2 separate regions of the Arachis hypogaea genome follow, and region 2 is linked to region 1. Evidence: chromatin contacts called from public Hi-C data. All regions are on one chromosome and are shown on one strand. The core of a region is the stretch at or near the end of the contact, and the rest is flanking DNA. Distances in the headings are between cores, read along the strand shown.

What was found. Hi-C and Micro-C count contacts between places; a contact is called where the count stands out from the background.
Region 2: a contact with region 1 is called in a Hi-C map of leaf, with 3 times the contacts expected there. The contact joins the promoter of LOC140179339 here to the promoter of LOC112747164 in region 1. A contact is called at or near these places in 2 of 8 Hi-C or Micro-C datasets (both in leaf).

Annotation. Positions count from the first base shown.
Region 1 is chr15:134,592,228-134,596,186 of arahy.Tifrunner.gnm2.J5K5, forward strand. LOC112747164 (bidirectional sugar transporter SWEET6b-like) reads left to right here and starts at 1,419. Exons shown (of 6, transcript XM_025795162.3): 1 at 1,419-1,461; 2 at 1,575-1,611; 3 at 2,146-2,362; 4 at 2,487-2,648; 5 at 3,143-3,265; 6 at 3,345-3,495. The coding sequence starts at 1,419. The coding sequence ends at 3,491.
Region 2 is chr15:134,728,222-134,732,131 of arahy.Tifrunner.gnm2.J5K5, forward strand. It overlaps LOC140179339, which reads right to left and starts at 1,852. Exons shown (of 2, transcript XM_072218096.1): 1 at 1,832-1,852; 2 at 536-922. The coding sequence starts at 1,852. The coding sequence ends at 536.

The DNA.
Region 1 (3,959 bases), core at 169-2,668:
TGCGGATATTGAATCCGATCCGATAATTTTAGTGTAAATCGGATCAAAATTTTGGTCATATCTAATCCGCATTCACCTCTAATTAATTTGAGTTTCCAAAAATTAAACATCTCAAATTAATACTTAAACGATACAATAATAAACTAAATTGAGCCTTCCATCTTTTTGTTAGGCATCATCCAAATATATTTGTCTTTTACCCTAAATATATGTACGCTCTCCACTATTTGGAGTTTAATAAAGAGATTCAAATAAATTGTAAAATGATTAAAATACATGTGAAAGGGCAACAACTATCATTGGATATCAAATTTACACTAAATGGAAAGTGAATTTTAAGTTAAGAATTTACTTTATAAATTCAAGGCATAGTTATTATAAAATTCAGATTGCAATGAAAAATGTGATAAAATCAAATCCAATATTCAACGTATTAATTGGATAGGATTTTAGATTTTTTGGTATGGATAAAATAATTTTATCTCTCAAGTTAAAAATGATTAAAGTTCTACAAATTATATATTTCAAATTAGTTTGACAAAAATCCATTTCGACATTTGAAACAACATTTCAAAACTTATTTTTTAAATATGAGGACAAAATTATTTTACTTTTCAATTTTAATTTATATATGTTAACAACCAATTATATTGGATTAATTCAAATAAAATAATGTTTATTTATCAAATTTCAGAATATCGGTAAATCTATTATAAATGAACGAAATTCGTACCAACAAAATTAGTTTTGTTCATTTTGTTAATTAAATTTATTATTATTTTTAATTTTTATGACTAAAAATAGTAGTTTAATTTTTTTTTTCATCTTATTTTGTTGGGCTTATAATTTTTTAGACTAGTTCATTAGACTAGTTCATTGGACTCGATCTGTTTCTATTGCTCAATGTATAGTGTACACTGTATACACCCTTAGTAAATTAAATTAAATTATTTAAAATCTTTTGAAAATATCACTTCCTTTAACTATTAAAAATATTAATTAAATTTATCTATTATAAAAAAAAGTTTAATTTTGATGCATGATCGTATAAAATATTTTATACAATACAATTATATTTATTTTTTTAGATAACTATTACGTAGATATATATATAAAATTATTTTACATTATATTAAAATTAAATTCACAATACTAAAATTAGTAAAATTGTCCCCAGAAAAAATAGGTAGTTTAGATTGAATCTAATTCAAATTTGAAATAGATCAGAAGATAATTAACTAACTTATCTTTTTTGTTTTTTCTATTAGTTATCCAAAAAGATTTTATATTCTATCTATCTATCTATCTATATATATATATAGCAGTTGTTGATGCATGTAGCTGTCAATTCTCCACTCTTCTGCTTACTTAACTCTTTCTCTCTATTTGGGTGTCATTGAAGAAGAAGAAGAAGGAGGATGGTGAGCGCTGCACTTGTTCGTACCGTTATCGGCATTATAGGTTTGTTCATACTTCTCTCTTTAATTTGTTCCGTTGAGAATTGAATGAGATTTACACAGGTTTACGTGTTTATGCGAGTTTCTGAGAGGTTTTTGCATTGCTTCTGTGCGCAGGGAATGTGATCTCTTTCGGCTTGTTTTTCTCACCAGCGTAAACTAACTCTAGACTCAGCATCTACTTTTATTTATATGTTTTTGTTATAATTGCGTCTTTTTTTTTTTTGTTCTTTGTCAATAATTTCGGTGTGATTGATCATGTTATTCTGCTTATTTGTTCATCATTGTTTGATGTTTGATTGTTAAAGATTAATTATGATACAAATAAAAAAATAAAATAACGATAAAACTTTCATGATGACTGCCGAAATCTCATGCACTGTCATTATCAGAAAAATAAATTTTCTAGGGACCTTGGATATATATAATTTTGCGATTTTTTTTTTCAGTTTTTTAATAATTTCCACTTGAAAAATGCTATTTTGGAATAATAATAATAATAATGAAAAAAATAAAGAAAAAGTCGAACCCGTGTGATATAAACAAGTAATAATTAAAGTTTCATTATCTAATCCAACATTTAAATAGCTAATCAGGTTATCAATAACTTTTTTTCTTACTTTTTGCCTATCAGAATATTCAATTTTAAATTTTTTTGTTTGTTTATTTGAATGAATGTTTCTTTCAGACCAACATTCTATCGGATAATAAAGAAAAAGTCCGTGGAAGAGTTCAAACCCGATCCATATATAGCAACGGTTTTAAACTGTGCGTTTTGGGTGTTTTATGGGCTTCCTTTCGTGCACCCTCACAGTTTTCTTGTGGTTACCATCAATGGCGTTGGCCTTGTCTTCGAGTTCGTCTATCTCACCATTTTTTACATTTATGCCACTAACAAAGGACGGGTCTGTATATGGATGCTTCTTCTAATTTTTTTAATATTTTATTTTAATTTCTATAAGTTTGAATCGTGTAGATTATGTTAATCTAGCTATTCTTATTAATTATATTGTCTAATAATAATTTCAGAGGAAGGTACTACTCCTTCTGGGATTAGAGGCTTTGTTCTTTGCCGCTGTTGCTCTTATAACGTTGCTGGTACTACATGGCACTCACAAAAGATCGTTAGTGGTTGGTGTACTGTGTGATATATTTAATATCATGATGTATGTCTCTCCTCTTACGATCATGGTAAGTTTTCAATTTTTAATTCCTAATTATCCCATATGTTTGCATAATTTTTAATTCTTATTTAAACCCATACGCTTAGGATTTGTATTGGATACAGTTAGATAAGGTTTTCTTTAATTCAAATTAATTTAAAATTTAGTCGTTTTGAATAAATCTTATTTAAAATTATAATGTCCAATTTAAGATTTTAAATTGGATTATTTAGAATATTTTAAATATTTATTTTTAAATTTAAAATCAATTAAATTTAATGTAAAATATTTTTTATTAGTTAAAAAATATTATTTATTTTAAAATATTTATTAAGTTTATTTATATGTATTTGTTTTTTTGTACTCTATAACTCTATAACTGTATTTAGTCACCAAAAAAAACTCTATAACTGTATTTACATGTATTAAGTTTTTTTTTTACTCTATAACTGTATCCACAAAAGTTTATTATGTCATCCAAAACTGACATTAGTTTCGGTATATTTTTAAATTATTGACAAGGCAAAGGTTATAAAAACGAAGAGTGTGGAATATATGCCGTTTTGGCTATCTCTAACTAACTTCCTCAATGGAGTGTGCTGGACAATATACGCTCTCATCCACCCTTTTGATATTTACGTCCTGGTACGTGGTAACTAACTTTTCAAATATCGGATCTATTTTTAATTAGTCTCTAATAATCTAGTAATACATATGGCTGCAGGTAAGTAATGGAATTGGAGCTTTGTCTGGACTGATTCAGCTGATATTATATGCCTGTTATTGTTCCTGTAATAATGGAGAGAAGAACGGTGATGGTAATGATACTGTGTCAACTACAGTGGCTAATAAAAATATTGAATTAGTTTGATGTATCATTCCATAACCCTAACAACATTCAAATTTGGGATTCCTATGATTTATTTAGATTTCTGGGAGTAGTAGTGCGTAAATAGTGCTATTTTTGTGGTTTAGGAAATTGAGGAATATTTTTATGAATATTTTTAGTTGCTGTTTTTCTACTTTGTTATTTTTAATAGTGCTATTTTGCTATATATATATATATGATAAAATTATATCCAATTTTTTCTAAAAAAATATGTAATTTACTTTCTATAATATTTTAATCATAGTAGAACTAACTATTTTATAATTAAATTATTATTTAAAATAAATAATTATATAATTTTTTTAAATATTAATAATAAAATTGATCACCATCAAATTCACTAGTCCACCATATTTTTATAGTATTGACAATTAGGTGCAATCCAATTTAAAAGAAATTCCATCTTTAAAATTTTAGTGTAATTCATTTGTAATAAATTACTGAAATTAA
Region 2 (3,910 bases), core at 602-3,101, 140 kb after region 1:
TAAGGAATTATGAAATACTGCTTTTATCAAAGGTTATGCATCTGTGCATCTTTAAAGCATAGTAATAATGGATCATTTCACATGTGCCGTTTGCCTTCCCCACGAATTGTAATAATTTGTGTATAGGCGCAGACTTAATGTTATATCATCATCCAACAAATCTTTCATACCAGATCAAACTTAGATTTATCCACGCACAAAAACAAAAACATAATAAAAATATATTCCATATGAGGATCACCATGCATAAATTCTTAACAAAAGAGGAGATAATGCTACATACTGTAATATCATATACGAAAAGCATAAACAACAAGCTTGAACAACACAAATCACAAAATAGATATTTTCATTCGAATACAAACGATTCCAAGAACCCCTGCACCTCATAATCCACCATGCATTGCACACACGAAACACAGGACAAATCTTCCACAACACCTATGGTGCCTCGAGTAGGGCAACTGGTAGACTGACAAACCTCGGACTGTCCAGGATTTGACGGTTTAACCTCCACCTACCGAGGCTCAAATACCTACCTGAAGACCTCTTTGCACCTTTTGACCACCCTAGAAGCACGTACAGTTTCAAAAAATTCAAGTTCCCTTCGCATGTTCCCTTCATCTTCCTTGCCATGAGACAGTAGCAGCATCGCACACAAGTAATAGGCTTCAACATCGCCACCCGTTGCAGCCATAGTCAAGGTGTCCATTCCACCGATGCAGTGGCCACTCCAGATGAAATCAATCATCCCTACCCGGAGTAGAGCAGCCGGATTTCCTGTTTCCGTGCAACAATCTAGGAAACTCTTTTCTGGATTGTCATAGTAATATAAAAAGGACGCAATCGGTAACTCCAACATCGACGCGTACTTATAAACAGCGCCGGACCTCGCTGCACCCAAAAACACCTTGTAAGTCGCCTACATGTTGAACAAATCCTTAATCGAATTTGATGCAACCTTCATGGCAATCCTCACCCATATATCGCGAGGAAGAATATTACTCAAACATTTGTACGCAATGACTACGTTCCTTTTCTTTCTGTTCTTCTTGGATGTTCCAGCCATTTCCAACACTTTTAGAGGGAGGGGGCTTGGAAAATATCAAGAGGATAGAGGACCACCAACGCGTTTTGTGTTCCTACTATATCCTTTTTAATGTTATTATATACTGTCATTTCAAATTATGGTTCAGTGCCTCGTACGTTTCTTTACCGATTGTTCAGGATAAGACCAGTTAATTGATAGAGGAGAAATGATCGTTATTATTAACTAGTTGAGTAGTTAATTTAATTTAATTTAATTTAATAATAACTGTGCTATCCTATTTAAATGCTTTGATTTTACAAAGCAATAATTTAATACTAACTGTTCATGTATTGAATGGTTTAATCGACTTTAGGGTTCTATTCTTCTTAATTTAATTGTTTAATTTAATTACTCATTGAATAACTGTTATCTCTTATTTTTTTGCCGAAAAATTTAATTTAATCTTTTATTTTTCCAAAAATAAAAGAAGTACAATATTTAAACATGTTAAAAGTGATTAATTTATTTTTTAAAAAACTTAAATGTTCGATAAAAAATTTAAAACAAGCTAAGTACAAAAAAAGAATACGAAACAACTTTTCACTTTACACAAGTAACACACAGTCAAATAATTAATGCATAGGAAATGTAAAAAATATCCCTTTTATATATATATATATAACTTCTCTGCCTCTCCATCTCCTTCTCCTTCTTTCTACTACCCTCCTCTACTCTCCAACTTCTGCTAGACTGCCACACCCATCTCATCTCACGGCGTACACTACGCACTCTCAAACTTACCTCAAAAGGAAGATTCCACATCGCATGCCTAAGAACGACCCATCCAGAGGAGAACCGTCGTCGCCGGAAGAAAAATTGTTGCTTGAAGGGTCCTCGTCGTTGGCCATATGTCGCCGTCTTCTTCTAAGAAAATGTCGCAGGAATTCGTCACGAACCACACCATTAGTCCCGACGACTTCGCAGAGCTGTCAATTGCCGCTCTGATCGACATCATCCGTAAAGATGAAAAGTGCGCAGATTGTGACCTCGTTGAGGCTACACTGGTCAAAAGGGAGAAGATTTTGAAGGCTAGACTTGAAATGACTGAAGAAGAACTCAGACAGGCGAGGGCGCAAAGGTTTACCGCCAAGGTCAGGTTAAAGGCAAAGGAGGATGAACTGGAGGAAGAAGAAAAGGCACGACGATGCCTGGAAACGATATTGCACATGGCGCGGCAAAAGAATGAAATGACCATTTGCCAAATGGATGACAAAGCAAACAAAATGATGGTAGAAATCGCCAAGCTTCGTCGACGGGAACAGCATGAGGTGCCACCGTGGCGTGACCTGGAACGCAGGCTCGACGTTTTGGATAACAATCCAAAGTTCTTGCTCCGTCAGGCTGGTCGTGAAGCGCCGCAGACGACACACAACTCCAACGATTAGGAGCTAGCCGGGCAGAATAAAGACGGGGTCAGGGGTGTTTGACATGCTACACATGTTTGATATCTTTATGTCATGTTGTTTTCCGTTGAGGCCTGTACGAATGTTTTATTTGCTTTGTTTGTTTTGTTTCCCTTTTGATCTTCTGTAATGCTACTTAAAACTCGGTTAATATAATTATATCTACTTTCATCGGTTTGTTCTTAATGTTTGTTTATCTGGAATTGTTTTAAATTACTCATGACTCAGACCCTCTACTTATAAATCAACCATATTAAAACACACGTCTAAAGTCATGTGGGCGGTTGACACAAAATTAGGGATTTACATTGCGTTGGTGCCAAATGCCATTTTCAAATCATGATTTCAGAACATTTCGGCAACTATTTATATGTGCGTTATCAAAGACCTGTTTATCGATTTATCCTTTCTTGCAAATTGGTATTACACCACAAGAAGCGCGTTTGATTGTCAAGAATGTTTACGGGTTCCTTCAAACAAAAGTTATATATCTTTTAAGGGCACATACCATCATTTTATACTAGATAATAAAATAAAGGAATGTAAACATAGTATCATTTTTAGCATATACTAATATTATGTCAAATTATAGAAGATAAACATCTTTCCAATTAGATTGCTTGGATGAACAAAGAATACGAAGGCACTGATTTAAACAAAATCAAAGTACTTCTTTCTCAGGTTATAATAAAACAATTAGTGCAATTAAATAATCAAAACTCTTTAAAAAATGAATGGAAATTCTATTTTTTAAAGGACAAGTATTCAAACTCTCAACCAATTATATTGTACGAATATAATCCTGTGTTCAATTGGAACATATATGCATCTTCATTATTCAACGTTTCTATTCACTTTATACACCATCGTCAATTATTATTGCACCTATGACAAAATCTTACATTAATCAGCTAAGTTGGTTTTACAGAGTATTTTAATTATTATATCCTACAAAAATTCAATACTGCTATTAAATTGTTTAACAACTAATTATACATACAATAACTATTTTGGTTTTTCTCTTCTTTGTTCAGTCATGTGAGGTTTTTTTTTGGTATAGTAAAAAGGACCATACTAAACCATTGATCTAGTTTAAACAACATTATTAATAAACGAACACTTGAGCCCAACATTCGTTTCAGAAAAAACATGCAACTCCATATAAAAAAATGATACTATACAGGCCCATCAGGATGCAACCAAGTTCAACCCAACTGTGTTCCAACATGACCCGCCTGACCCGGAATACCTTATGCCTCTCCTTCGTCAGTCTCTCGTCCACCATCTCCACGCCGCTTCAATCCTTCGTTGTTGTTCATCTCCGGCAAAGCCATACATCTACCCGAAAAACACTCCTTGTTATCAAATGGCGATTGAATCCCGTTCCGGCGATGACACTAACGTCTCATCATCCTTC